Linked DNA regions of Mus musculus: regions 1, 2, 3, 5, 6 and 7 are each linked to region 4. The links are chromatin contacts, called in public HiChIP or PLAC-seq and promoter capture Hi-C maps. All regions are on one chromosome and are shown on one strand. The core of a region is the stretch at or near the end of the contact, and the rest is flanking DNA. Distances in the headings are between cores, read along the strand shown. Region 1 holds the start of Igfbp4 (insulin-like growth factor binding protein 4). Region 2 holds the start of Top2a (topoisomerase (DNA) II alpha). Region 3 holds the start of Csf3 (colony stimulating factor 3 (granulocyte)). Region 4 holds the start of Hap1 (huntingtin-associated protein 1). Region 5 holds the start of Cdc6 (cell division cycle 6). Region 6 holds the start of Ccr7 (chemokine (C-C motif) receptor 7). Region 7 holds the start of Gjd3 (gap junction protein, delta 3).

Region 1 (2,793 bases), core at 230-2,729, 1.3 Mb after region 4:
CAACCCCCTCAGATGGCACCTGCCAGAAGGAAGGAGCAAGAAACCTGGATGTGCCAACCTGGCAGAAAGAGCCCTGCCTTCTCTTCCTTTGCTTTCTGAGCCTTTGGGGGAAGTCCAAGTCGCATGTTCTTTACCCCAGAGGTTCTTCTGAATTGTATGTCCCACTTCACCCCAGGGTGATGAGTGAAAGGCCCAGCCCCTGGCTCCTCACACCTCTCACCTGAGACTGGGTGTGTGGATCAGGCTCTGGATCAGGAACAGAAAGGAACCGTCCCAACACACACACACACACACACACACACACACACACACACACTGCCTCCCGCTCGAATACACATACCATCCTTATCACACAAACGTGCACAAGCACACCATCCTTATCACCCCCACAGACACTTGCACACACGTATGCACATGCGCATGTACACACACACCATCCTTATCACCCCCCACAGACACATGCACACACGTATGCACATGTGCATGTACACACACACACACACACACACACACACACACACGCACGCACACCTTATCATCGCAGTCATCTAACTCTAGATGACAAATGTAACTGAATCAGGTCATTTAACTTACCTCAGGAGCCAGGCTTACCACTGAGGCCAAGGCCCCTCTTCCCAAAGAAGTACTTAGGAGGTTTGAGATGAAGAGGTGGGGTAGGTTTCCCTCGACCAGTGGCAACTGGTGCTGGGATTAAATGCCAGCATTCTTGGCTGTTTCTAAGCTCTGCCACGTACCTCCCTTCTCCTCAACTCACAGGGGGCATTGACGGGCCTTCCAGGCCAGCCAGAATGGGAACTAAGTTGCAGGGAGGAGGGTGTTTGGGAAATGTGGCCGAGGGAAGGTAGGTGTACCTTACCAGAGGTCTGCAGGCTTTCCTGGATGGCTTCGATTTCCGACAGCTCCGTGCACACGCCTTGCCCGTGCATCAATGTACGCAGGGGCTTCTCCACCCCCCGGGGAGGGTAGCAGCGCATGCCTGAGCCACAGCGTGGGGTGTACACCCCGCAGGGCATCCCCAAGCCCAGGGCGCAAGTGGCGCAACAACCGCAGCCTGGCTCCCGCACCAACTCCTCGCAACCCACGGGGGGGCGGCAGCGCGCCAGCTTCTCCTCGGAGCAAGGGGGGCAGTGGATGGCTTCGTCGCCCAGGCTCGGCCGAGGCCCTGCGGCCAGCAGCAGGGCGGCCACGAGGCCGAAGGGCAGCATGGCGAGGACGAGGGTGGGGCGCAGGAGGGGAGCGCGGGCTCGCGAGCGGGCTGCAAGGGACCCGGAGGCAGCGCCCAGAGAGCTTAGAGAACCAGACCCGGAGGGCGCAGGGACACGGGGCGACCCCGGCAGGCAGAGACGGAGCCGGGGAAGTTAGCAAGCACGCTGGAGCAGAGCGAGCCTGGCCACCGAGGCGCTGCGCTGCATCCTCGGCCGGCCCAGCAGGCGGCGGGGGGCAGGGGGCTGAGCGGCTGCCCGGGACCGGCTCCCGGGACTTTATACCGGCCCCCTGGCCACACCCCCAGCGCCGTCCCCGAGGTGGGAGAGCAGGGGAGGGCGAGGGGGAACTGGAGCAATGGAGCGGGAGAAGAGGCCGTTAGGGGGGAGGGGGCGCTGGCCTGAGTCGCCGCCACCGCTACAACATCTGAAAGTCCTTTGCCCCGCCGAAGAAAGCGACGCAGTTTGGAAGCGGTGGCCTGCGCGCGGAGAGCCTCTGAGCTGGACCCTGAAGAGGAAGCAGGGCGAGGGGAAACGAAGGGGATGTTGCTTTGCCCCCCTCCCTCGACCTCGAAGGAGTCCTTCCCAGACACCTAGGAGATCCTCCTGCTGCCACAGAAAACCTGACCTCATAGCGGATTCAAGATTCTCTTGTTCAGTTCCCATCCCTGGCCAGAGTCCTCCGGTCACCCCCACCCACCCCCCGGGTATGTCCAGTCAACCTCTAGAGACCGCGCTAAAGTGGGACAAGGCGACTAAGCACTCTGTAAAGGGTCCAGGAGAGTTCTGGCCTCAAGGTGCTAATAGGCAGTCTTCTCACTTGCCCCTGAACCCCTGTCGCTTGACCCCCGCCCCTGGTTCCATTTGGGCCTTGCTGCACTCTGCTTCCAGAACTCCAGAACAAAGTGCCAAGCCTCTTCCTCCTTCCTAGATGTTGTTCCCTCTACCGCCCTGCTTAGATTCTGGAAGGAGACTGCCATTGGCTTTGTACAAGATGTGAGTCGAACAACTCCAGGGGGCTCCACTTCATGTACTCATTGTGTGTTTGCATAGTTACTGCAACAGTTTCCCAGTAGATGGCAGTCAAAGATTTCCAGAAAGAGAAGCGGCCTTTTAATTTTCCCGACGCCACTTTGCCCCTGGGTGATAAAGGGATTATTGATAAATATATCCCTTCCCCTCGCAGCAATTCTGTTGGAAACGGGAATTGATCTAGAGTCGCGTTTGGAGGAGAGACCCACCTCCTACCACCTTCTTTTTCATTTCTCCCTACGCCTCCTCATCCTCCCCAACCAAGGAGTTCGCTTCTTGTGTCTGTCCAGGCACAGTCGGAGGACCGAAGGATTTTGCGGGTGGATGGGGTCCGGAAGGGTTGGGCTAAACATCCAAGGAGCAACCAACCTAAAGATTTCCTAGACCTCTTCCGGTTCTTTGTCCCAGAGTCGGGGTCTTTCAGCCTCGGAGGAATTAGGCCACCTCCCACTTTCTGCACCGCAGACTGTTGGCGCGGTTGGAGGGAGAAAGGCACCAAGACCCGGACCTGGAAGACTGATCAAAAAGTTGCGAACTG
Region 2 (2,700 bases), core at 169-2,668, 1.3 Mb after region 4:
TGGCCCTAAGCATTGAAGTCACCCTCCTTTATTAACACACAGGACAAGGCTAAAAACACTGAAGACAGGATCAGAACAAGGTTAAAACTCTACTCCTTTGGTTTTCCCACCAGCCAGGCCACATTTCTTCATTGGCCTTCTCTTTCACTTTGCCAGCAGGGTTGTTGTTGGACACGTGAAGTTATTTAATAATGGTTGATCTTGGGCGCCTTTTGGAAAGGAAAAATGTTTAAATTTAAGAAATTCCTTGCTGATAATAGCGATTTTTTTGAGGGTGGTGGTGGGGTTAGAGAAAGGGTTTCTCTGTGTAGCCCTGGCTGCTCTGGAACCTGCTCTGTAGACCAGGCTGGCCATAAACTCCAAGATCCACCTGCTTCTGCCTCCCAAGTGCTGGGATTAAAGGGGTGGTGTCGTCACACATAACCAGTTTATATCTACCATTTTTACTTTTAGCACAGGAAATTGAAGCTTCCTCCATCGAGAACCCACCAAGCCCCCACCTCTTATGTCAAATTGAACGGTGCTCTAGACTGCATTATGCATAGAGGGCAAATATAAAGAGCTCTTGTAGATTCCCTCAGCAGCTGACTGAGGGAGAAGTTCCCGTCTCATGAGGGCCTCTCAGCTCCACTGAAGAAGCATGAATGAATCTTTGTATCAGGGGTGATCCACAGGGAGTGTTAGTGCTGCTCGCGATTTTGCTGGCATCTCTATACTCTTCGTGTGTGGCAGCCTAAGACCGCAAGCAGAAGAACTTGCCAGAACTTTGCCAGCATTAACTCAGCGCTTCTCAACTTCCTAAGGTTGCGACCCTTCAACATAGCGTCTCATGTTGTGATGCCCTGCTACCATAATTATTCCATTGCTACTTCATAACTGTAATTTTTTTGCTGCTGTTATGAGTTGTAAGGTAAACTATCTGATATGCGACCCCCAAGAGTCACGACCCACAGGCTGAGAACCGCTGCCTTGGCCAGCCTTGAGGGAGGGATGGCGTTGTTTCCTCGGTCAGGAAAAAAAAAGGAAAACTCATCGCAGGATTAAGACTCTGTAATCTCAACAGATCTGAAATAAAGAATGAGCATCCGTTTTCTAGTTATATTCAGAAGGACGGCTTAGTCAACCACTTTGCACTTCCAAAATGCCTTCCCTCTCTTCAGAGTGTCTCTCAGAGCACATGGACCTTCCTCATTGGTCAGATTTTCTGTCAGTACCACCAACAATTGCTATTGGTCCATTTTGAAGATTCTCCCGCCTTCTTTTACCTAATTGGTTTATTCGAAAAGGCGGTCTTTTGTTCGAATAAAAGACGATCTACGATTGGTTACTGCAAACAGAGCCAATGAGAGCGAGTCGGTGATTGGTTCCTCTGATTTGGGCGGGCTAGATAAAGGTTCAAATGAAACTAGGGAAGCTCTCCTAACCGACAAGCGTCTGTGAGGGGAGCGTCCAGGTCCCGCGTCGCGCGTCGCGGGTCGCCTAGCGTTTCCCGCTGGTTTTGTCGCTTTCCGGATTCTCGAGCCTCTTCAGGACCGTCACCATGGAGTTGTCACCGCTGCAGGTACAGCTCGCGGATGGGGCCGGGTAGTAGAGCCTTTACGTGGCCTCTGCGTTCATGGCTGACGGCGAGAGTTGAGGTTCCAGGGCCGAGCGCTGGCCGGCGACCGGCTGGATCCGGTCAGCCCCATCTTCTGGGCCTTGAGGGGTCGTGGACTGGGTGAAGCTCTTTCCGAAATGATATCTATAATCTAATCTGGGTTCTTGAGTGTTGTGTTTTTATTGTTTGTGGGAGCAGGTTCAACTAGTCCTGCGATCGGTCTGTAGTCTAATGGCTTCTGTGTGACTTCCAGCCGGCTTATACTCGAATTCAGTGGCCCTCTTCCCTTCCCTGGGTGATTTGAATAACTCATCACGGAAGGTGCAGAGCATGGCAGTTCCCATTGAGGAGCTGGCCGACCGAGTGGCTCAAAAAAAGTCCAGTTTCGGGATGTGAATGTAGCCAAGGGTTTGCATTGCTAGCATCCCAACTGCTACGGGTGGATACCATCTGTAATCGGCACGAGCCTATGTCGGCACTCACTAAATATTTTCCCATTAGATGGAAGAAGTTGAGTGTAGTTTATCGATGACATAAAAAATATTACTCAAGGCAGAAATGTCCATACTTGCAGAACTAAAATACCTATTTAAACGGGCATCTGTAGCCAGACCTAGTGGGGCAGGCCTGAAATGGCAGCTGCTCCAGAGACTGAGGCAAGAGGATGCCTTAAGCTATTTAATGGGACTCTCAAAAACAGCAACAGGGGGTGAAAAAAATGGTCTGGGAATTTTGCTCAGTGGTCAGAGCATTTGCCTAGCATGTGCATGCAAGGGGGGGTGGGGGGACCTTGGGTTCCATCCCCAGCATCACGAATACTCAAACCACAGAACCTAATCACAAGGATTTTAATTGACTTGTTCGTTCAAAACTATGTAAACTCTACCAGTACCTACAAGCAGGGGATAGATGGTGATAGAGTGTATGGACTTTATCATTGTTGCAGATATTTTGTTGACCACTTCTGATAAACTTGTGGCTAAAATTAAGTTTATTTTTAATTCCCCTAATGGCTAGCCTGTAAATGAAAATATGCTAATGAACAAAAAGAAGAATGAAGATGGCAAGAAAAGATTGTCTATTGAAAGAATCTATCAGAAAAA
Region 3 (2,700 bases), core at 117-2,616, 1.7 Mb after region 4:
TCTGTCTCTGGACAGAGTCTGTCTGTCTCTCAGCCTGGAGGAAGCGGGGTAGGGGGCGAGGGGTGTCTTCCCAAAAAACAGGCCTCTGAAAATATAGAGAGCTTCCAGGGTGCCCAGGTGTGCTGCCATGACCCCCTCCAGATGGTACTCACCTGCTGCCAGATGGTGGTGGCAAAGTTGGCAACATCCAGCTGAAGCAAGTCCAAGGTGGGGGCCAGGGCAGGGGAAATACCCGATAGAGCCTGCAGGAGACCTTGGTAGAGGCAGAGCCCACTGTGGAGCTGGCTTAGGCACTGTGTCTGGGGAAGATAGCAGGGTTAGGCAGTACATCTTGGGATGCTTGCTCTCTTCAGGAGCCCAAATAGTAGGATGTAGTCCTTCCTTCTCCCCCTCCTCCTCCTTCTTCCCCTCCTTCTCCTCCCCCTCCTCCCCCTCTTCTTCCTCCTCCCCCTCCTCCTCCCCCTTCTCCCCCTCCTCTCCCTCTTTCTCCTCCTCCCCCTCCTCCCCCTTCTCCTCCTGGTCCTCCTTTTTCCGAAAATACTCACCTGCTGCAGGGCCTGGCTAGAGCAGCCACTCAGGGAAGCCTTCGGGATCCCCAGAGAGTGGCCCAGCAACACCAGCTCCTCGGGGTGACACAGCTTGTAGGTGGCACACTGTAGATGGAAGGATACTGAGGGTGCTCACCTGGGCCAGGCTCTTTGTCCAGCTCAGGTCCTCCTGGCTTCTCAGCTCCCTACCTTCCTAGTGACCCTAAGGACTGTCCCATCCAGAGGTCCCACTGCTGTCTCTACTCATTCTCTTTCCTGTGCCCTTCTCCCCCCATGTTCCCTTCCTCAATGTTTCTGTCAGTATTCTGAGGGTGCCATCTAGGCTCTTGTGCACACTGGGCAAACACTGTCAACTGCTGTGTGTTCCTAGTCTGCCCTCTTCTCATTTGTGCTCCTGCCTCCCCCGCTACCCCCCCCAAGTCCTTCCCTCCACACCTATGGCAACCCCACTCACCAACTGCTCCAGCAGCACCGAGCCGCTGGCCTGGATCTTCCTCACTTGCTCCAGGGACTTAAGCAGGAAGCTTCGGGGCAGAGGCAGGGATGGTGGCAGAGCGCTGACAGTGACCAGGGGAACGGCCTCTCGTCCTGACCATAGTGCACTTTGCCACAGCAGCAGCTGCAGGGCTAGGAGCAAACAGACGGGTCTGAGGCACTTGTTATCCGGCCTCTCTCCATTCCACACCCAGGGCAGGTAACCAGGGCACTCACCCATTAGCTTCATGCGCCTCTGGGCAGAAAGTTGAGCCATGGATTCTGGGTGATCTGGGCTGCAGCTCTGGGCTCTGCCAGGGCCCAGCTCCAGGGGGCCTTTATACATAAAGCCATCAAGGCCCCGGGAGGAAATTACCTGGGGCTGGGGCAACTCAGGCTTAGTAATAACTTCCCAGGATTTATGCAAATTTGATGATAGCTCAGGACAATGCAGGGGGTTGGGGAAAAGCTGTTTGCGAAAGTTTTTGTGAAATCGGGGAATCTCTGTTCCTTCCTTGACGTCTTGTCCCCCCCTCAAACTCTCTTCCTCTCTTCCAGCCACACCCAGGCCTGAATCGCTGCAGGGTGTTGGATCTGGATCCGAGTTGTCCAACAAGGCTGGTGAAACCCTGGAGGGGATAGCAAGGAACTCAGACCCTGGGGAAGAATGGGTGCTCAGATCAAGACTGCTTCTGTCTCTCCATCCTCTGGCAGACGTGCTTGGGGAGCCCCCTCTGCCCTTCATTTGTGATTCTCAAGTCACCTATACCTGGGACAAACATCCCGAGAGAAGAAAGAACCTGTCCTCTTTTCAGACCCATAAGCTTCCTGGTGGCTGCCTCCTGCTTTTCTGGGAGCCCTCCACAGCACCCTAGGTAGGGTCTTGCTGTCTACGCCTGCCCCACATTTGGATAAAAATAAATTGGTCCAGCATTCAGGCCGTTCTGTCCCAGGCTGATTAGCTGGGAACTCCCCAATACCCCCCATTATGACTCATTTCTTTAAGCCCCTGGATCCTGGCAGAGAGGCCAGAGGAAACCGGATGTCTGTCTTGAATGAATCAAGACCCTCTGGGGCTCCTGGCTCACCTGACCTTGCCTTTCTGCTTCCCTTGGCACATTACCTCGATGTCGTGGAGTCTGGGGCATCTGGAGGGCGTCGGAGGCTGGGTCATGGAGTGTCCCGACGATCTCTGCTCATTATGTAGCAGTGGTGTGAGCTGGCTTGAGTCGATGCATGCTGAGGTGAGAAAGGAGGAGCTGCATCTCCCATCCTAGAACTCTGCCCAGTGTTAGCTCTGAAAGAGACCTTGGTGATTTCACCTCTGTGAACTGGGCCAGAAAGGGAAATGCCTTGCCCAATCATGGGTAGTAGGGATGGAGGGACATCCCAGTCGCTCTCAGTCCCAACAGGGTATTACTACCTAAAAAGGAGGACGGCATTCCTTGTCTGACTGATGGCATCTCGATCTGGTACTTTCTGAACTATTTCACCCCCACCAAGGTGGGGCCAAGGAATATAGACATTTTTTGATGTTGAGGCATACCTGATGGGGTGGGGCCAACTCTGGGGCTAGGGTGCCCTCTGGTGGCCACAGATGTCATGGACATTAACTACATAGCCTCTGCTTGAGAGGACAGGCCAAGGGATTCCCATTCTGTTTGTTTATTTGTTTGTT
Region 4 (2,700 bases), core at 37-2,536:
AAACATAAAGGCTTGTGTTTGGATCCCTAGCATCCACATGAAGGTCTGGTATGGTGGCACCTGTCTGTAAACCCCGGGGCTGAGGGGTAGGGTGGAGTTAAGTGGATGTCTTGGGGAATCGCTGGCCAGACAGTCTAGTCAAAGTGCTGAACTCCAGATTCAGTGAGGAACCTTGTCTCAAAAAATAAGGTGGCAAGGGACGGACAACAACTGATGTTGACATGGACACCTTCATACACCAGATATAAAAAATAAATAAATAAATATTTTAAAAAACGTAAAGTCAATAGCCTTGTCCACTGGAGGATGGTGGAGAATGGAGAACATCAAGAACGATTTTGAGACTTGAGTCCATGAGTCATCCATCTCCCTTTAGCCTGTCTCCCAGTCTAAAAGCACAGAAATGGCTACTGCCCTCCCTAGCTCCCACCCCTTAAACCAGTTCATTCAGGACTGAGAGCCAGCTTCCAAAGTAGCCATTTTTCTGGGGAGCATACGTCCGTCCATGAGCTGAAGAGCACGGGTAAAGTCGTGGAGACCGACATCGATCAGTTCAGACCCTGGGATAACGGATGTTTTGGTGTGTGTGTGTGTGTGTGTGTGTGTGTGTGTGTGTGTGTGTACACGGGGATCTTGAAGAGTCGTCACAGCGAAACATTTAAGCAGGATCCCCTCCGAAGATGTTCTTTTTGGAATGTTTGAAGAACAGAACAGGTGCTTGCTTGGACTGTAGGGCTTGAGAATTAGGGTTGGAAATAAAGAACGAGTGAACGCACTAAGATGGAAGACGTCCAGGGGCGAGCGCGAGAGTGAGAGGGACCTGTGGATGACACGCAACACGTTGAAAGCCATACCGGAGTTTGGATTTCTCGCTTAGTCTACCTGGGAAGGCACAGGCGTACTGCCTCGATTCTCAGGTCACCTCGGTCTGTACACAATGTTGGGTAGGGCAACACAGAAAGCCCCTGGAAGCTGGGGTGGCGGGAGCGCGCGCGGGGGGCTGAAGGGGGGGTTGTTTCTAGGCAGAAGCTACGGGTCCCTCTACTCAAGTCCAGGGAAGCGGCGGCTTTGGACAGAACCATTCTCAGAAGATGGAAGGGAAGAGAAATCCATCACCGTGGACTCGACCCCACGGAATAAGCTAGGCACTAGTTCATCTCTTTCTTTCTTCTTCTTTTATTTACTTCCTATCTCGTCACCACTGGCTGCTTTCTTGCAGGATCCTGAGTCCTCGGCACCACTAACTGATCAACGGTCACCCCTAGCGCCACGCGTGGTACAGCCCAGTGGAGCCCGCTCCGAGCACAGGTTATAAAGCCCCGGCTGCGGCAGCGGACTGCGGAGTCAAGATGCGCCCGAAAGAGCAGGTGCAGAGCGGTGCGGGAGACGGGACAGGGTCGGGGGACCCAGCAGCAGGCACCCCCACGACCCAGCCTGCAGTTGGTCCCGCTCCGGAGCCCTCGGCGGAGCCCAAACCTGCTCCAGCGCAGGGAACCGGGTCCGGACAAAAATCAGGATCCCGAACCAAGACAGGAAGCTTTTGTCGGTCCATGATCATTGGTGATTCGGACGCACCATGGACCCGCTACGTATTCCAGGGGCCTTACGGTCCCCGGGCCACTGGCCTGGGCACTGGAAAGGCCGAGGGAATCTGGAAGACACCAGCCGCGTACATCGGCCGGAGGCCCGGCGTGTCCGGCCCTGAGCGTGCGGCGTTTATTCGAGAGCTGCAGGAAGGTAAACTGAGTCTCGGGGATCCCGCATTGGGCACTATTTGGGCATCTCCAGGTAGGAGGGGGTGCACCGACTCAGGCGCCCCGCCCCCTTGTGGCTCTTAGTTCCACCTTTCCACCACCCCCGCGAGACCACAGTCTGCGGTGCCGGTTTGGTTTCTCTTTCCCCATCTCCCCCCCCCCCTTTTCCGGTTTCCCGATTATTGTGGGTGCGTCAGGTCCAGAGCTCTCTCGCGCTCTCCGCCCGCCTCTTCGCGCCTGTTGCTGTGGCAGATCTGCGCACTCTCAGTGCCCCCTCCCCGTCTACCGCAGTGCCAGCAGAGGGGCGGGGGCTGCGGGTGCGCTTTGAGCCTGCGCTAGCCCGCAGGAACCAGCCTGCGTGGGTGGGTAGAGGTGTGTGTGTAGGGGAGCCTTTGACCACTACTTGTCCTCAGGGGGTCTGGGTCGTACTTTTCCGAAGCTGGAATGAAGAGGGAGGAGTGGGCGGGGCACTGGGCTTCTGTCCCTCCTCTTCTGGGCGGGGGCAATTTTAGGCTCAGGTGCCCGCTTCTGGGTGCTGAAGAAGTCTACTTGGCCCTCCTGTGACAAGCAACAGGTTTAGGATGGGTGACTGCATTTGTTTTTATGATCGAGGAGACTCCAGTGATGGCTAAGATGCCGATTGGGGGTGGGCATGATGAGCCCAGTATTTTCCCTGACTTCTTATCTCGAGGGGCCCAGAGACCCAGGGGTCTTGAGAGTCCAGTTCCTGAGCCCAGAGGATGGTTTTGCCTTTACAGCATCCAGGCCCCTCCTGAGAAAGCAGGAGTGGGGAGATCCGGAGCTGTGGAGAGGGTGTTAGGGCCAGATGGAGTGCAGTCTCACAATCTTTGTTGTGAGGGGTGTAGTGGTCTATGGGCAGCCTCGGCTCCTTTCCCTGACCCACTTGGGCCTTTCCTCCTGCAGCGTTGTGTCCTAATCCACCACC
Region 5 (2,738 bases), core at 204-2,703, 1.4 Mb after region 4:
CTTTCTCAAGACAGGAGTTCTCTGGGTTAACCCAGGCTGGCCTGAAACTCACTCTGTGGACCAGGTTGGCCCCAAACTCAAGAGACCCACCTGCCTCTGCCTTCTGAGTGCTGGGATTAAAAGCAAGCTCACCACCTCCCGGGTTATTTGTTTCCTCTTAATTTCACAAGCACGCAGGCGAGTTCCATAACACTATAACTTCAAGGGAAATGTAAAGGACAGAACTAAGGAAATGAAGATCAAACCTAGGTTCCTTAGCAAATGATCTCTAGTGTACGGCTCAACCGTGAAATTCGGTACACACTTGGCAGCCATTATGAAGGCAAATACAGCTCTGGTTTTAAGAGCCAGGCACCTCAGCATCAAGGCAGGAAAGGCTGAGAGCTCAGTCACAAAGTCGCACTCACAAAGCGGAGGGCTTACCCAGACGTTTTCGGGGACTGAGAGGCAGAAGTTTTACGTCCACACACGGAGTGGTGGGTACAGGCTGGACGTTTCTAAGTTTTACTTCACAATCCCGGGAATTGGGTTTCTTCAGGGTATTAGATAGCTTCTTTTTCGGAAAACCGATGGTAGCTTGTGTCTGGGATCTGGTTTGAGGCATGATGGCCACACAACTGGATACAAAGGAAAATCAGGAGAGCAAAGAGAAAAACACACAGAGCAATATAAATAATTATATTGGGGACCAGCACTCCATAAATCACGTTAACATAGCATTTTTAACATTTAGTTGTGCTTCCCATGCAAATCTATGTAATAAAGGGTAACGTCTGTCTGCCTAGTACGTGTAACATTCCGTTATACACATATTACACACTACAGTCTTACCATACGTCAAATGTAGACACTATTAGCCCTCTCTTAAAGAGATAGTCACAGAAACACACGGCTATCACCCTGGGCACCCTGGGACCAGAAGCCAAGTTCTTACACTTGTATGATGCCAGAAGTCTGTCTCCATTTATTTCTATAATACTTTAGCTCCTTCCCTGCAGACATGTGAGACGTCTTTAGCACTGGTTTGGTTCCAGACCGTCACCTTTAGGCTCTCCCAAGTCCTGGGCAAGGGCAGCTGCGTCCTCTGCTCAAAACTAGCCAGCACTCCACCAAACTCCCGACCCCACCCTACACCGTTTCCTCCCAGCAGCTCTCTCCTTCCCAACGCGGCGTGCTCGAACCGCTTCTAGAGCTCACAACCCCCTCCCTGACCCAGCCTCAGACCCCAGGCGATTTCCCGCTCTCCACCGGCCTTGCTCGGACCAGCCTCACCTCTCTGGACACCAGACCTCGCGGAGCTTTGCACTCTTCAGGGCCGTGTCGCTCAGTGCACACTCCTCGCGTCTCGATCACCACCGTAAAAACTCTCCCGCCACAAATTCTACAGCAGCTGCAAAGTCAACTCGCGCCAAAGCCGCTCTACTTCAGCCTTCTCGTCTCCCGCCAAAGTCCAGCCAGGCTTCTGATTAGTTGTCACTCATCACCACGCCTTCGCCGGTGACGGCCGGCAGCCAATAGGACAGCCCCAGGTCTCAGCGACCACCACGAAGTCACACCCACTCGCCCGGGAGGGCGTTAACTTTTGAGACCTCGGAGGAAAGGCGCGCGTTTACGAGCGCGTCACGCCGTAAAGCCTGGCGGGAAGTGTAGTTTTTTTTTTTTTTTTTTTTTTTTTGCCTCTACGCACATCTACTTCCGTATTTTTATTTCTACTTTGTCCTCCACCCAGCCTCCCCACCGTTGCCTAACGTCCTCATTCTACTGGGCTACCTTTGCTCATCTTATCTGCCAAACATCCCTATTTTCATTATTCTGGTGGGCTAGATTTTAAGAGGGCTACAAGGCCTACTTTTTGGGGGGCGGTCCTGTATGGCATGAAGCAAATGAATGTATAAGGTCACAGAATTTTCTGTGGGGAGGAGCTGATAACTCGAACCAGGGTATTTTTTTGGGGGGCGGGGGGGCAAGTTCTAGACCTATCTAAGCAAACTGACATCATCTCACTATTTGTTGACTTGCGCTTGCTCAGTGAGAAACAAGTGCAACACCAAACGTATAATTTCAAGGTCATACATTCCAAGTGCTGCCTTAACATCCATCTAGCTACACATCATAGGGAGTAAAATTATGTCTCTTTAATTTGAAAATCTCTTATGGCCAAGCACTAGGGTCTGGGACCCAAGGAAAAGAGTTATCGGCAAGGCAAGCTGAGCATTTAATGAAAAATGTAACTAGAGCAGCCATTTGCAGGCAGGTCAGGCTCCAAGGTTACTCGGGTTCTTCTAAAGACCAGAGCCCAATTCTAGGTAATGGTAAAGTCTATGGGATTTTGTTCTTGGTTTGTTTTGTTTTGGTTGTTATTGTTTTCTGAGACTTTTTATTTGTAGCTCTGGCTGTCTTGGAACTACGTAGACTAGGCTGGCCTTAAACTCAAGAGATCTGTCTGGGTCTGCCTCCCAAGTGCTGAGATTAAAGGTGTGCGCCACCACACCTGGCTATAGGATATATCTTTTATTGTCTGATACCAAATAAAACAGACACAAAGCTACAAGTAGGAGCACAACAGCACAATCGCCAGTTACCTCTCATTTCAAATAGCTGGGAAGAGCCAACGTAAGTGTGTGGGTCTGAGCTCGTTATTTTACCTCTATCACCTTAATTAGTCTTTATAAGCACCCGAGGAAGGTTTTTGGTTTTGTTTGGTTTGTTTATTTTTCGAGACAGGGTTTCTCTATAGC
Region 6 (2,846 bases), core at 322-2,821, 1.2 Mb after region 4:
GAGGGCATCGGGTCCCATTACAGATGGTTGTGAGCCAACGCGTGGTTGCTGGGGATTGAACTCAGGACCTCTGGAGGAGCAGTCAGTGCTCTTACCCACTGAGCCATCTCTCCAGCCCCCTGTTTTTAACTAGTTAATACAGAAGAAGGGCTAAGTCATTCTGAGCTCTGTGTCGGGTCCTGTCGCTCACTGAATTGTCTACAATCAGTGGCTAGAGATAAAAAAATTTACAGGTGTCTCTCCTGGAAATGGAACATTTAGATATTTGCTCTAGAACTCAATGGCCACCCACAGTCCCCACATGATCTCTATGCTTGTTTTAAACCCACTCCTTGGACTGGGGAGGTGGCTTAGTAGCTAACAGAGAATTGCCCCACAAACACGAGGAACTGAGTCCAAATCCCAGAACCCTCATAAGCAGCTTGGCAGTAGCATGAGCATTCGTCATCCTAGCAGTCCCCCAAGGAGATGGGAAGCAGAGACAAGAGACCACGCACCCAGAAGGCCAGCTCACCTTAGTATAGAATGGGGCACTCAATAAAGACGTGATACCTGCAACAGAATGGAAGTAGGCTGACACCTGACATTGTCTCTGATCTTCACACGTGCAATGGCATAAAATCCCCACATTCACGCATACGATCGCACACATACACGTGTGTACACACACCATACACACCACACAGGCACAACAATTAAAAATGCCAATAAATATATCAATCAGTTTCCCTGTGGGGGAAAATGGGTGTGGTCACAAAGAATAAAAAAAGTAAAATAAAAATAGGCCAGGCATGGTGGCATATGTCTTTAATACCAGCACTCGGGAGGCAGATGCAGGTAGATCTCCATGGGTTCGAGGCTAGCTAGGTCCACAGAACAAGTTCTAGGACAATCATGGCACTGACAAAAATAAAATAAAATAAAATAAAATAAAATAAAATAAAATAAATAAATAAATAAATAAATAAATAAATAAAATCTCTTCTTGGGGAACCAGTTTGGATAATGACTTAGACTTGATGTCCTCTCGGTTAGTAGAGAAAGCCGAGGGGCTCCAGGCACCCTCATATCTAGCATCTAGGTCCTGTGATGTTTAGCTTAAGTACTAAAAATAAACACTCAAACTTTCACTTCGTGGTTGTGTCACTGAAGCCTTGCTGGCCGGACCGTTCAACAGACCTCACCCTGGCTGCGCAGGTGTATGTCGGGGCTGCCTGGCGGCTGCTGGGACAATAGCCACTGATCAAGTTCATACTGAAAGGGAGACTTTTATTCAAAACCAAGAGAAGGATGCAAGTACACCTCTGACTCCCGAGCCTCAGCCTATCTCACCCCACAGCAGCCACCCAGGCGTGCTTGGCACTCACAGATGTAAGCAGCTCCTCCCTGAGTCTCTACAAGGCACTACTACCAGGGGCTTTCTGAAGGCAAACGACTCAGTGATTCAGGATCCTATGACAGCCGAATGTGGTTATCACATACCTTGTGGCCCAGGAAGACTCTGAGGGGTGGGACAGGAGTGGGAGGGGCTCTGGAACAACTTAAAAGGGGCTCTTACCACTTCCTCCCTGCCAGAGAGGGCTAGCTGGAGAGAGACAAGAACCAAAAGCACAGCCTTCCTGTGTGATTTCTACAGCCCCCAGAGCACCATGGACCCAGGTAAGTAAGCTTTCTCTTAAGAGAAGTCAAAACTTCTGACACAAAGCCAGACTCTAGGGCAATGAACATGCATGGGGGATAGGGGTCATGGGGGGGGGGGGGAGTTTCCAGAGCAATCAGGGCAGTTGGTGTGAACTGGTGGCTGCTTTCAGAGAATGCCATCCCGTTGGATGAGGCATTGGAGAGAGGATGTACCTGCTCTTTCAGACCCAGGGGAAGGAACAGCTGTGGATGCCAAGACAGACACAGGCATAAAGTTGGGTCCTCTCAAGCAGCAGGCAATGAACAGCCTGGTAGACTGACCTTGATGCCTGGATAGAACACGTTCTCAGCTGGTAGGGATGGGTGATGTTCTCTGGCACCTCTGGGGACTAAGAAAATTCTCTTTAGAGAGTTCAGGACACCCTGCTCCCACTCTGGGTCCCTCCTTTCTGTCCTGTTAAACCAGGATTTGAATCTCCTTGCTCACGAGAAGAGTGAAACTGATGGAAACTGTGCTGTGCATAGTGCAATACAAATACTAGCTGCCACCTCTGCCTCTTGTTGTCTCTGCCTGTCATCTGTCTGTCTGTCTCTGTCTGTCTTCCTCCCTCCCTTCCTCCCTCCTACACATCCCAGGTTTTGTGCCTCTTGCAGGTTAAAGGGTGAATGACTAACATAAAATTGAGTGGCCCAGGGGGCACTCCACGTAGAGAAACTGTAGCCAGCACAGCACAGCCCCTAAAACAAAGCCCACACACCACAGCCCTCTCTATAACAAGCTATTCTACCAGGCAAGCCTCAGTGTCTACTATAGCAAAGTGCCAAGGGGAGTCCAGCTCCAGACACCCCAGTTACACATCTTAAATCTCGGCTGCAGAGTCAGACTCGGCTGGGGCTGGAGGGGCCAAGTTCCTAGAGTTCCGCTCACCAGCCTCAAAGCCACAAGGGGTTGACTTTAAAAAGTGAAGGTTCCCTGGTGCTGTCCTCACACCCCCTCCAAGCCACACCACAGCCAGCAGCATCTTTATCTGTCTCTCCTGCCCAGCGTGCATTGCACCCTAGATCTAGATCCAGCTGTGGAAGGTATATAGTGGGGTCCACCTCTGCTGGCTATGAACTCATGGGAAGCAGGATTTTGTTCTTACACCTCTGCCTCTCAGATGTTTTGGGTGTAAGTAAAAAGTGTTGATGGGAGGGAGGGAGAG
Region 7 (2,893 bases), core at 293-2,792, 1.4 Mb after region 4:
TCTCCACATCTTCCTGATGCCCTCACGGAGTATTTCCAAGCACTGGGTTTGGGGTTTCTGTAACACAGCTGAGACCTGGTCATTAAGATGGGCGACTATGACGGGTGTGGTGATGCATACTTAATGTCCTGCACTTGGGAGGCTGAGGCAGGAGGATCATTTACTTCAAGGGCAGCCTGGCCTATACGGTAAGGTCCTGGCCAGCTTGAACTACACAGCGAGACTCTGTCTCGGAACAAAGTAAGAATCTTAGAGTTTAGCTGGCTCAGGTGACAGACCAAGAGATCTTAGCCCAAGTGACCTACATGGCTCATCCAAGGTCCAATAGTGGCAGAACCAAAAGCCCCCCCCCCCCAAAGCCATATTTGTTGTCCCCTAAAAGCCGAAGTTATCTCCCTCTGGCCCACAAGACCCTTCAAAAATGGGGTCAGTTGGTTGTGGTGGACCTAGTCTTCAGTTTGAGGAGTCTGCCAGGAGATAGGGTTCCCATGATTGATCTCTCTGGCTCCCTCAATTAAAAAAAAAAATGTAGCTCTAGTTAGCCTCCGTCCATCGCCAGATGGAGACATGGCTATGGGATGGGCATGGGGGGTAAGGGATGGAAAGAGAAGGCAGGAAGGACCCAACAAGGGGTGTGGCCCTGGATCTATTTCCAGGGTGGAGCCGGACCACAGGTCACCCTGTCCCTTTAAGAGAAGGGGGAGAGCTAGCCCCTCTCAGCCATACTTGTCCTATCATCCATCCCGGCCAAAGCCAAAAAGGAAAATGAAAGAGGGACCCAGAGGGACAGGTCCCAGCTGTCTCTCAAGGTCCTCCGCTCAGCTCTAAGGCCCAGGTCCCGGGGTAAGTGGGGTTGGGGACATCTAGAGGCCACTAAGGGTCTACAGGGACGGGACGTGGTGTATTCTGTGTGTCTGGGGAGGCTTACAAGAGATGCTTGATAATTGCTATCAGAGAGGAGTCGAGGGGGCTGTGCCCGGTCTCCTTGGCTGAGGTTGGTGAGGAAGGGAAGATTGAGGGCGGGCGAGAGATCCTAAGTTGGAAAAACAGGCTTCTGTGTCAGCTTCCAACCCCAAAAGGCGTTCCCTGCTGCGAGGTGAGAGAGAAAGGAGACAGTGGGGGCTCACCCGGCCTGGCCCTCCCCTTGCTCCCAGGGGTCTCAAACAGAAGGAACGTAGAATTCTAGACTCCAGTAGCCGCTCTTGCTCCTGGCACAAAAAGCCAGGCCAGCAAGGTTGGCCCTGAAGAAGAACCTAGAATCTGGGGAACCTTAGGGTCTCCCTAGCCAAGCAGGCCCAGGCCAGGTGTGCGGGGAAATCCCTCCTCAGCACCCCTCTATGCCCATATGAAGGAATCCCATAGCTGAGGATGGACTATCCTCACACTCTGACATTAACTCATTAAACCCCAGAAAATATTCTTTCCCTGGCGCCCTCCGAGATTGTTGAGGGACGGGGGTGGGGGTGGGGGTGGGGGGTGGCGGGGGACAGGGGGTATTCAGCCCGCCCCAGCCTGTGACTACCCCCTTTCCTCGTCCCCAGCGTCATGGGGGAGTGGGCGTTCCTAGGCTCCCTGCTGGACGCGGTGCAGCTACAGTCGCCGCTCGTGGGTCGTCTCTGGCTGGTGATCATGCTGATCTTCCGCATCCTGGTGCTGGCCACGGTGGGAGGTGCGGTGTTCGAGGACGAGCAGGAGGAGTTCGTGTGTAACACGTTGCAGCCCGGCTGTCGCCAGACCTGCTACGATCGCGCCTTCCCGGTGTCCCACTACCGCTTCTGGCTCTTCCACATCCTGCTGCTGTCGGCGCCGCCGGTGCTGTTCGTCATCTACTCCATGCACCAGGCCAGCAAGGAGGCGGGTGGTGCGCAGCTGGCCCCGCCGTGCGCGCGCGGGCGTGCCGAGGCGCCGTGCTCCCCGTGCGCCCTGCGCGCTCGCCGCGCGCGCCGCTGCTACCTGCTGAGCGTGGCTCTGCGCCTGCTCGCCGAGCTGGCTTTCCTGGGCGGCCAGGCGCTGCTCTACGGCTTCCGCGTGGACCCGCACTACGCGTGCGCCGGGCCACCTTGTCCGCACACGGTCGACTGTTTCGTGAGCCGGCCCACCGAGAAGACCGTCTTCGTGGTCTTCTACTTCGCCGTCGGGCTGCTGTCGGCGCTGCTCAGCGTGGCGGAGCTGGGTCACCTGCTCTGGAAGGGTCGCCAGCGCGCCAAGCTGCTCCCGCCGCCGCCGCCGTCGCCCTCTTTGCCATCGCAGCGCGGGGACCCCGACCCTTTCGGCCCGCCAGCCTACGCGCACCGCTCACCGGCAGGCGACAGCGAGGGCGAAGGCGGCAGCGGCCACAGCAAAGCGTCGCTGGCTACCGTGCGCCAGGACCTGGCCATCTAGCGGCGAGATCGGAGGCTGGATATCAGCACCCGGGTCCTTGGAGGCAGAAGGCTTTGCTTCTGAAAGACTGCGTAGGACCCTGCCTGAGCAGAAGATGAGCAGAGGGGACCGCCAGGGTTCGGGTGGGGGAGGTGTCGCACTTCCTAGTGCTGGTTACGGCAGCCGTGTTAAATCAGGGAGGCTCCTCGGTGCTGTGATCCCTGCGGAAAGGGAGGACGCCAAGGGCTCCCCTGAGAGGCGGCAAACCGGCCGTGGGTGACCTGATTGTTGCACCGGGGACAAAAATCAACAGTGATGGCAACATTCCCAGGTTCCCTGCTAATTCAGAGAAGAGTGGTTTTCCGTGAGCGCTCTGCACACACTCTCTCTGGACACACTCAGATGGGTTGGCTGCTCAAGCATAGTAAACCTCTATGAGCTGTGTGTATTTGCATGTGTATGCTTGTGAGGGTCCGCACATGCGTGTGTCCACACGTATACATCTCCCAAGTGACAGGCGATAGAGACCTGG

Evidence for each region. Promoter capture Hi-C pulls out the DNA fragments that hold promoters and counts their contacts. HiChIP or PLAC-seq counts read pairs in DNA pulled down with a chosen protein or histone mark.
Region 1: a contact with region 4 is called in an H3K27ac HiChIP or PLAC-seq map of microglia, with 8 times the contacts expected there. The contact joins the promoter of Igfbp4 here to the promoter of Hap1 in region 4. A contact is called at or near these places in 3 of 39 promoter capture datasets (cranial neural crest, embryonic stem cells and hippocampal neurons), 3 of 115 datasets of contacts at active chromatin or transcription factors (embryonic forebrain, embryonic hindbrain and microglia) and 1 of 9 other capture datasets (embryonic stem cells).
Region 2: a contact with region 4 is called in an H3K27ac HiChIP or PLAC-seq map of embryonic stem cells, with 5 times the contacts expected there. The contact joins the promoter of Top2a here to the promoter of Hap1 in region 4. A contact is called at or near these places in 3 of 39 promoter capture datasets (embryonic stem cells, hippocampal neurons and liver) and 3 of 115 datasets of contacts at active chromatin or transcription factors (all in embryonic stem cells).
Region 3: a promoter capture Hi-C map of liver shows a contact between it and region 4, with 5 times the contacts expected there. The contact joins the promoter of Csf3 here to the promoter of Hap1 in region 4. A contact is called at or near these places in 3 of 39 promoter capture datasets (hippocampal neurons, liver and pre-B cells).
Region 5: a contact with region 4 is called in an H3K27ac HiChIP or PLAC-seq map of large pre-B cells, with 5 times the contacts expected there. The contact joins the promoter of Cdc6 here to the promoter of Hap1 in region 4. A contact is called at or near these places in 1 of 39 promoter capture datasets (hippocampal neurons) and 3 of 115 datasets of contacts at active chromatin or transcription factors (embryonic stem cells, forebrain and large pre-B cells).
Region 6: a promoter capture Hi-C map of liver shows a contact between it and region 4, with 8 times the contacts expected there. The contact joins the promoter of Ccr7 here to the promoter of Hap1 in region 4. A contact is called at or near these places in 4 of 39 promoter capture datasets (cranial neural crest, embryonic stem cells, liver and 1 more), 1 of 484 Hi-C or Micro-C datasets (embryonic stem cells), 2 of 115 datasets of contacts at active chromatin or transcription factors (bone marrow-derived dendritic cells and neural tube) and 1 of 9 other capture datasets (adipose tissue).
Region 7: a contact with region 4 is called in a promoter capture Hi-C map of liver, with 9 times the contacts expected there. The contact joins the promoter of Gjd3 here to the promoter of Hap1 in region 4. A contact is called at or near these places in 3 of 39 promoter capture datasets (cranial neural crest, hippocampal neurons and liver) and 3 of 115 datasets of contacts at active chromatin or transcription factors (embryonic forebrain, embryonic hindbrain and embryonic stem cells).

What each region holds. Positions count from the first base shown.
Region 1 is chr11:99,039,930-99,042,722 of GRCm38.p6, reverse strand. Igfbp4 (insulin-like growth factor binding protein 4) reads right to left here and starts at 1,479. Exons shown (of 4, transcript NM_010517.4): 1 at 878-1,479. The coding sequence starts at 1,226.
Region 2 is chr11:99,022,907-99,025,606 of GRCm38.p6, reverse strand. Top2a (topoisomerase (DNA) II alpha) reads left to right here and starts at 1,418. Exons shown (of 36, transcript NM_011623.2): 1 at 1,418-1,561; 2 at 2,615-2,700. The coding sequence starts at 1,541.
Region 3 is chr11:98,699,979-98,702,678 of GRCm38.p6, reverse strand. It overlaps Csf3 (colony stimulating factor 3 (granulocyte)), which reads right to left and starts at 1,366. Exons shown (of 5, transcript NM_009971.1): 1 at 1,260-1,366; 2 at 1,003-1,175; 3 at 546-653; 4 at 153-299. The coding sequence starts at 1,299. It overlaps Gm38985 (a long non-coding RNA gene), which reads left to right and starts at 1,169. Exons shown (of 3, transcript XR_001780319.2): 1 at 1,169-1,242; 2 at 1,581-2,266.
Region 4 is chr11:100,354,727-100,357,426 of GRCm38.p6, reverse strand. It overlaps Hap1 (huntingtin-associated protein 1), which reads left to right and starts at 1,286. Exons shown (of 13, transcript NM_177981.2): 1 at 1,286-1,737; 2 at 2,679-2,700. The coding sequence starts at 1,350.
Region 5 is chr11:98,906,516-98,909,253 of GRCm38.p6, reverse strand. It overlaps Cdc6 (cell division cycle 6), which reads right to left and starts at 1,453. Exons shown (of 12, transcript NM_001025779.2): 1 at 1,273-1,453; 2 at 424-617. The coding sequence starts at 604. RefSeq lists an enhancer at 2,613-2,738.
Region 6 is chr11:99,153,802-99,156,647 of GRCm38.p6, reverse strand. Ccr7 (chemokine (C-C motif) receptor 7) reads left to right here and starts at 1,571. Exons shown (of 3, transcript NM_007719.2): 1 at 1,571-1,659. The coding sequence starts at 1,650.
Region 7 is chr11:98,981,669-98,984,561 of GRCm38.p6, reverse strand. It overlaps Gjd3 (gap junction protein, delta 3), which reads left to right and starts at 1,542. Exons shown (of 1, transcript NM_178596.3): 1 at 1,542-2,893. The coding sequence starts at 1,546. The coding sequence ends at 2,382.